Regions from separate parts of the Macaca mulatta genome. Here region 2 is linked to region 1. Evidence: chromatin contacts called from public Hi-C data. All regions are on one chromosome and are shown on one strand. The core of a region is the stretch at or near the end of the contact, and the rest is flanking DNA. Distances in the headings are between cores, read along the strand shown.

The links. A called contact is a pair of places that touch in the nucleus more often than the background predicts.
Region 2: a contact with region 1 is called in a Hi-C map of fetal cortex germinal zone, with 2.4 times the contacts expected there. The contact joins the promoter of TIMM29 here to the promoter of CARM1 in region 1. A contact is called at or near these places in 5 of 14 Hi-C or Micro-C datasets (blood, cortical neurons, fetal cortex germinal zone and 2 more).

Annotation. Positions count from the first base shown.
Region 1 is chr19:11,606,992-11,611,117 of T2T-MMU8v2.0, forward strand. It overlaps CARM1 (coactivator associated arginine methyltransferase 1), which reads left to right and starts at 1,882. Exons shown (of 15, transcript XM_028839835.2): 1 at 1,882-2,233. The coding sequence starts at 2,014.
Region 2 is chr19:11,664,624-11,668,749 of T2T-MMU8v2.0, forward strand. It overlaps TIMM29 (translocase of inner mitochondrial membrane 29), which reads left to right and starts at 1,723. Exons shown (of 2, transcript NM_001194256.3): 1 at 1,723-1,895; 2 at 1,972-2,965. The coding sequence starts at 1,802. The coding sequence ends at 2,660. YIPF2 (Yip1 domain family member 2) reads right to left here and starts at 1,605. Exons shown (of 9, transcript XM_077977432.1): 1 at 1,491-1,605; 2 at 1,360-1,420; 3 at 777-937; 4 at 611-694. The coding sequence starts at 1,390. LOC144336674 (a long non-coding RNA gene) reads right to left here. Exons shown (of 2, transcript XR_013408932.1): 2 at 2,804-3,273.

The DNA of each region.
Region 1 (4,126 bases), core at 632-3,131:
TTGGGCAACACAGTGAGACCCTGTCTCAAAAAACAAAAGGGGGGCCGGGCGCGGTGGCTCAAGCCTGTAATCCCAGCACTTTGGGAGGCCGAGACGGGCGGATCACGAGGTCAGGAGATCGAGACCATCCTGGCTAACACGGTGAAACCCCGTCTCTACTAATAAATACAAAAAACTAGCCGGGCGAGGTGGCGGGCGCCTGTAGTCCCGGCTACTCGGGAGGCTGAGGCAGGAGAATGGCGTAAACCCGGGAGGTGGGGCTTACGGTGAGCTGAGATCCGGCCACTGCACTCCAGCCTGGGCGACACAGCGAGACTCTGTCTCAAAAAAAAAAAAAAAAAAAAATACAAAAAAACTAGCCGGGCAAGGTGGCGGGCGCCTGTAGTCCCAGCTACTCGGGAGGCCGAGGCAGGAGAATGGCATAAACCCGGGAGGCAGAGCTTGCAGTGAGCTGAGATCCGGCCACTGCACTCCAGCCTGGGCGACAGAGCAAGACTCCGTCTCAAAAAACAAAAAAAAAAAACAAAACCAAAAAAAAAACAAAAGGGGCCGTGCACAGTGGCTCATGCTTGTAGTCTCAGCACTTTGGGAGGCCGAGACGGGCAGATCACCTGAAGTCAGGAGTTGAAGACCAGCCTGACCAACATGGTGAAACCCCGTCTCTACTAAAAATTAAAAAATTGCTGGGCGTCGCTACTAAAAATTAAAAAATGCCTGTAGTACCAGCTACTCGGGAGGCTGAGGCAGGAGAATCACTGGAACCCAGGAGGTGGACGTTGCAGTGAGCCGAGATGGAGCCATTGCATTGCAGCCTGGGCGACAGAGCGAGACTCCGTCTCAAAAAAAGAAAAAAAGAATGAGGCGTAAATGAGGTCTAGGGAAGAGTTAAAGCTGGGGCTGGGAAGTGGCCCAAGCCCAAAAGGGATGGAGTCACCCAAAATGAAGGGGGATGCGGAGAGAAGACGGGTTCGTGTGGTGGGAGAGGGGCCCTGCGCCTGGCCCGGCGGGACTCAGCAATGTTGGAGGAGGGGCTCAGAGGGGAGGAGGTCAAAGGATATCTTGTGCGAAAGGAGACAAACATTAAGGATTAAGAAGGGAGTGTGGGCAGAGATGATGGGGAAGGGAGGAGGATCGGTCGAGTGTCGGGGAGGTGTCCTTTCAACCCGGCTCAGGTTGCGCCTGGAGGCCAGGGCTCATCGGAAATGGTCGGTGCGCGGGGCCGGGGTAAGAGGTTGGGGCCAAGGGGTGGGGGCGTGTCCCGGGCGCTGGCCACGCCTTTTCCCCCGCCCGTCCCCAGAGCGGGGCGCCTGACAAAGCGAGTCCGGGTGGGAGGGCGCGGACAGGTACGGGGGCGGGGCCTCGTCGCGGCTGGGCCCCGCCTCCCTGCGGGCTGCCTCACAAAGCCGAGAGGGCGCGAGGGGCGGGGCCCGGTCTCAGGGGCGTGTCCATGTCGGGGCAGGGAAGCCGCATCACGAAGCGCGGCTGCTCCTGCGGGGCGGGGCCCAGGGCGTGTTCGCGCGACCGAGCACCGCCCCCGCCATTCCAGCACAGCCTCAATCGAAAGCAGCCGTTAATGAGGCGCCAGCCTGGGGGCGGGGCCCAGTCTTCCGAGGGGCGTGTCCTCGCGCCCGAGCACCGCCCCCGACGTACCCTCCCGCCCCGCAGTTCCCGGGCGGTGGAGCCACCTCACAAAGCGGCGACCGTTCTCGCGGGGCGGGGCGAGGCCGGTCCCGCCCCACGGGGCGCCCTCTCGCTCGCTCACTAGCTCCCCGCACCGAGGGCGGCCAGCAGGGGGCGCTGCGCCACGGGGCCGGGTCGCGGCGACGGTGGCGGTGGCGGCGGCAGCGGCGGCGGTGAGGCGGCGCGTGGCCGGCAGGCGGCGCTGCCCGGCTCGGCCTCGGCCTCGGCCTGCACGGCGGCGGCGGCAGCGGCGGCGGTAGCGGCGGCGGCAGCGGCGGCGGCCTGGGCCCGGGCGCAGCGGCGGCGGCGGCGGGGCCTGGAGCCGGATCTAAGATGGCAGCGGCGGCGGCGGCGGTGGGGCCGGGCGCGGGCGGCGCGGGGTCGGCGGTCCCGGGCGGCGCGGGGCCCTGCGCGGCCGTGTCGGTGTTCCCCGGCGCCCGCCTCCTCACCATCGGCGACGCGAACGGCGAGATCCAGCGGCACGCGGAGCAGCAGGCGCTGCGCCTCGAGGTGCGCGCTGGCCCGGACGCGGCGGGCATCGCCCTCTACAGCCGTGAGTACGGGGCCCCGGGGCGGGCGCAGGGCCGGGGCTGCGCACGAGGCCGGCCCGGGGCGGGGGCCGGCGGGGAGGGGCCCTGAGCGCGGGGGCCTGGCGTGGGGTCCCTGGGGCCGAGCCGGTGGCCCGCAGGGAGGGAGCGTGGAGGGCCGGTGCCAGGGGACAGAGAAAAGAGGGCGTGCTTGGTGGCTGGAGGGGCGAGGTGCCCAGAGTGAGCAGGGAAGCGCGAAATGGGGAGTGAGGGGCCAGAGATTTGGGAGGGATGGGTGGGCAGGAAGTGGGGGGCTCTGAGTGGAAGGGGAATTTGGAGGACGCCAGGCGTGGGGGGCTTAAGCGTGGGGGAGGGAGGCCCGGGGTGCGGGAGAGGTGGGTGTCTCGGGGGCGGGTGTGGCCGCCTCTGCAGGGAGGAGGGTGGGGCGTGGGCGGCCCGGGATCCCTCTGGGGACCCCCTGGATAGCTCAGGACGGTCGGAAAGTGTTCGCTGGTCTGTGGCGCCCGGGAGGACCGAGTTCCACCGCTGTGCGAGGCGTGGTGTTCAGGACCCCTGAGTGGGAAACTTAGGGACCTGAGGAGAGGGCCTATGCGAGGACGGTGGGAGACGCAGGATGAGCTCCTCGTGGAAACGTGGACGGGACGGGCCCCTTCCTGATGCCGGGCTTCGAAGCAAGGGGTAACAGCCTCCTCCCGTCTTCTTTTGGGGGATGTGAGAAGCTGGTTACATTTTCCGAAGCTGCTTTCAAAACTGACATTTCACTATGGGGGAAAGAAAATCACAAATGTGTTTGCCAGCACCCCCCACCCCCGCTCCCAGTCTTTGTAGTTCATTCTTCTTGTTACTCCTTTTCTTATCTGTTTTCTTTGATTCCTCGTTCACATTTTGCTACTCTGTGTCATTTGGCTTTGTCTCTCGGGGCTTCTTGCACTGATGCCCCGGGGAACCCCTCAGGAGGCCTCTAGCTGGCTTGGGTCCTGTGTGAATTTTTTGCCACTTTGGGAACAGCCCGATTAAAGGAAAGCCCGAGGAGCAGTCCGTTCACACTGGGTTTTCCCTGCACCTCGACTTTGAAAACGTGGACTAAAGGAGTTGTGTCTGCCACCCGAGGGTGCCGTCCCTTTTTGCTGGGGCAGAGCCTGGGTCTTCTTGACCCAGATGAGAAGAGGGAAGGAGGGTATTTCAGAGTTCTAGGCAGACACTCAGCTCAGCAGAACCCCAGATCATAAGCAAAACCTATTCACTGGGCAAGCATTGGTAGCCAACTCTGTCCTGAACAGAGCAAAGTGGTGCAGCGTTTCTAAAACTAGGGTCCCGGGGCTTAGCCTCAAAGGAGTTCCGGGAGAGTTGGCTATCATTTTTAAATAAACCTTTAAAAAATGTTTTTAGGACCAGGCGCGGTGGCTCAGCACTTTGGGAAGCTACGGTGGGAGGATCACTTGAGGTCAGGAGTTCGAGACCAGCTTGGCCAACATGGTGAAACCCCGTCTCTACTAAAAATACAAAACTTAGCCAGGCATAGTGGCATGTAGTCCCAGCTACTTGGGAGGCAGAGGCAGGAGAATCACTTGAACCTGGGAGGCGGAGGTTGCAATGAGCTGAGATCATGCCATTGCACTCCAGCCTGGGAGACAGAGCAAGACTCCGTCTCAAAAAAAAAATTTTTTTTAGGAACAATTTTGGTTTTATAGATGTATTGGCAACATAGCGAGATGTTCTTATCATCTTACTCTTGGAGTAACATTTAGTGTTTGTGTTTGTGTTTTTGTTTTTGTTTTGTTGATACTCTTGAAAGTATTATTTGTTATTAAGACAGCACTTCTCTTTGAGAGGTAATTGGTAACTGAAACATTTTTTGTTATTAGAGACAAGGTTTCGCTATGTCACTGTGTTGCCCA
Region 2 (4,126 bases), core at 473-2,972, 57 kb after region 1:
GAGACAGAGTCTCACTCTTTTTGCCCAGGCTGGAGTGCACTGGCGTGATCTCGGCTCACTGCAACCTCTGCCTCGCAGGTTCAAGCGATTCTCCTGCCTCAGCCTCCAGAGTAGCTGAGATTACAGGGCCTCAACACCAAGCCTGGCTGATTTTGTTGTATTTTTAGTAGAGATGGGGTTTCACCATGTTAGCCAGGCTGGTCTTGAACTCCTGAGCTCAGGTGATCTGCCCACCTCAGTCCCCCGAAGTGCTGGAATTACAGGCGGGGAGCTACTGCCCCCAGCCCATCTTTGATCTTCTGCATATGCTGTTCCCTTTGCCTGGAACATACTTCAGCTCCCCTCCCCCATTCCCCAGGAAGCGTTCCTTCTCCTTTAGGTTTCAGCCAATTCCTCACGTCCTCCACGAGGTCTTCCTCTAACCCACGAGATTGTGTGTGTCCCCTGTGTTCCTACAGTCCCGATCCATAACCAGTCCCACCATAACCCTTTGAGAGCACCACAGTTCCTTCACCCGCACTCGCCATCACCAGCACCCTGCCCAGGGAAAGTGTGGCTGAACCCTGAGCATAACTCTGAGCCCCACCTCACCTGCCTCCCCAGGCCTGACCTGTGAGGTGTCCACGTCAAAGAAGCTCTGATAGTAGCTGAAGGTCCAGAATCCGGGCTGCTGCTGCTGCTTCTCCTGCAGGAGCTGCACATTGCGGGCATTCAGCGCCTGCCCCGACAGCGTGGATCAGCTGGGAGCTGCACAGAGGCAGGACACAGGGACTCACCGCGGCCTTGTCACTCTCCTCCTCCACCTCATCCTCGGCTCCATAGCTGCCACCTGAGCCCACGGCCACAGCCACGTGCCCTTGTGGGGTCAGCTGATCACTTCTGCTGGTTGTGGCTGCATCTGGGGTCTCAGCCAGAAGATTAGTGGCCTCCTCGAATTCTGTGGAGCAGGGACATGGGACACACGCACGCTTGAGGGGTGGAAAGAATTCGACTGGGCTCCAGCCAAGTCAATGCTCATCTGGGAGCGGAGGCTCTGCTAAGCCACTGATCTCCCCCAAGGTGGGGGGCCCAACTTCCTCAGTTTGGAGGCATCCGGAGGGCGTCTGTTCCCTTCCTCCTAAAGTGGAACTGCAACTTAGGGTTGGCCCTGGGATGGGGTCAGGGTCTGGAGACATGAGGCTCGGGTTTGAGGTCTGAGTTCAGGGTGGGGGCGGGGTTCGGGTCAGGGATGGGTCTCCCTCCTGGGTCAGGGTTCACAGCCGCCTAGGGTTCGGGGTAGAGAAGTTGGAAGCCGCATGGGGGGTAGGTTCTGGCAAGGGGCGGGAGTAGGAGATCCGGCCTCGTCGGGGCCGCACTCACCGTGGAAGGTCAGCTCGTCAGCCGATGCCATGGTCGTTCAGGGGCGTCTCCGCATCCCTCGCTGAGGACAGAGACCGGTCAGGCACGCTCCCCCCACGCCCGCACGCCGGTCCCTCGGCCCCCAGCCCTACCTGGCGGCCAGCTGCACCCACGGAAGCTTGAACTCGTCGCCCCGTCGCCACAGGTGCGCTCCGCCCTCCTCACCGGAGGCCACCTGGGCCGGCGTGGCTGGGGCTCTCTGCGACTGCGCAGCTGGCCTACCCGTCAGAATCTACCCGACTCGGACCGGACAGCAACATCCGGCGCCGGTCCTCTTTCTATCCTTTCCCGCTGGGAAGCCACTTCCGGTAAAGTTGGCGCTTGCGCAGAAGCGCCTCCCGGGCTTTTAACTTCGGGTATCAAGAGTTTCTTTCCGGAGCAAGGACCCCCAAGACGGAAGAGGATGGCCGCGGCGGCTCTGAGGAGATTTTGGTCCCGGCGCCGCGCAGAGGCGGGCGACGCTGCAGCGGCGAAGCCGGGAGTGTGGGCGCGGCTGGGTGAGTAGCGGCGGAAGGCGGCAGGGTGAGTGGCCGCCGCTGCCAGATCACTCTTACCGCGCTCCTCTCCCCTCAGGGTCCTGGGCCCGCGCGCTGTTCCGGGACTACGCCGAGGCCTGCAGGGACGCGGCGGCGGAGGCTAGTGCCCGGCCGGGGCGCGCGGCCGTGTATGTGGGGCTGCTGGGCGGCGCGGCGGCCTGCTTCACGCTGGCGCCTAGCGAGGGTGCTTTCGAGGAGGCGCTGCTGGAGGCGTCGGGGACCCTCCTGCTGCTGGCGCCGGCCACCCGCAACCGCGAGTCCGAAGCCTTCGTGCAGCGGCTGCTCTGGCTGCGGGGCCGTGGCCGCCTGCGCCACGTCAACCTAGGGCTCTGCTCCCTGGTGTACGAGGCGCCCTTCGACGCCCAGGCCAGCCTCTACCAGGCGCGCTGCCGCTACCTGCAGCCCCGCTGGACCGACTTCCCCGGCCGGGTCCTGGACGTGGGCTTCGTGGGTCGCTGGTGGGTGCTGGGGGCCCGGATGCGCGACTGCGACATCAACGACGACGAATTCCTGCACCTGCCGGCGCATTTGCGGGTGGTCGGGCCCCAGCAGCTGCATTCCGAGACCAACGAGCGGCTCTTCGATGAGAAGTACAAGCCTGTCGTGCTCACCGACGATCAGGTGGACCAGGCGCTGTGGGAGGAGCAGGTCTTGCAGAAGGAAAAAAAGGACAGGCTCGCCCTGAGCCAGGCCCACTCGCTGGTGCAGGCGGAGGCCCCGAGATGAAACCCGGAGGCCCCCGAGTCCTGGCAAACTGCTTGCCTGGGGTAGTGCAGCTGTGAGTGTGCCTCACCTGCAGAACAACTGAGACAGATGATGTGCAAAGTGTTTTCTCACTGGATTTGCGCAAGTTTGGGGAGCCTTTCTGCCCCCCGTCTTTGTTCTTTATTAGCTGAAGCTAATTCCGAGCCACCTTGGTCCAGGAGTTGGGACAGCAGAACGACTTGACACATGTTCATCACTGGCAGAGCTGGTCATGAGCCTTTTATATAAGCCTTTTTCATTGGGCCTCAGAGGCCCTCCTTAAGGAGGTACCACAGTGGTCAGGTGACTTGCAAACTCTTCTAAGACCACTTAGATTCTCTTTTTAAAGTTTGGGTTGTGGCCTGGCGTGGTGATGCACGTCTGTAATCCCAGCATTTTCCAAATTGAGGCAAGAGGATCGCTTGAGGCCAGCCCGAGTAACATAGCAAGACTCCGACGCTACAAAAAAAGAATAATAATTAACTAAATAAAATTTGAGCTGAAATGTTTTTATTCTGTGATCTGTTCTCTTTCGTTTTGTTTTGTTTTCCTTTTTTTTTTTTTTTTTTTTTTTTTTTTGAGACGGAGTCTCACCCTGTCGCCCAGGCTGGAGTGCAGTGGCGCCATCTCGGCTCACTGCAAGCTCCGCCTCCCGGGTTCCCGCCATTCTCCGGCCTCAGCCTCCCGAGTAGCTGGGACTACAGGCGCCCGCCACTGCGCCCGGCTAATTTTTTTTTCTATTTTTAGTAGAGACGGGGTTTCACCATGGTCTCGATCTCCTGACCTTGTGATCCGCCCGCCTCGGCCTTCCAAAGTGCTGGGATTACAGGCGTGAGCCACCGCGCCCGGCCTTTTTTTTTTTTTTTTTGAGACGGAGTCTGGCTCTGTCACCCAGGCTGGAGTGCAGTGGCCCGATCTCGGCTCACTGCAAGCTCCGCCTCCCGGGTTTACACCATTCTCCTGCCTCAGCCTCCCGAGTAGCTGGGACTACAGGCGCCCGCCACCTCGCCCGGCTAGTTTTTTGTATTTTTTAGTAGAGACAGGGTTTCACCGTGTTAGCCAAGATGGTCTCGATCTCCTGACCTCGTGATCCGCCCGTCTCGGCCTCCCAAAGTGCTGGGATTACAGGCTTGAGCCACCGCGCCCGGCCTGTTTTTGTTTTTTTGAGACAGGGTCTTGCTCTGTCTCCCCGGCTGGAGTGCAGTGGCGCCATCTCGGCTCACTGCAACCTCTGCCTCCCAGGTTCAAGCGATTCTCCTGCCTCAGCCTCTGGAGTAACTGGGATTACAGGCATGTGCTCACATGCCCGGCAAATTGTATTTTTAGTAGAGATGGGGTTTCACTGTGTTGGCCAGGCTGGTCTTGAACTCCTGACCTCAGGTGATCCGCCTGCCTCGCACTCCCAAAGTGCTGAGATTATAGGAGTGAACCACCACACCCGGCCTTTC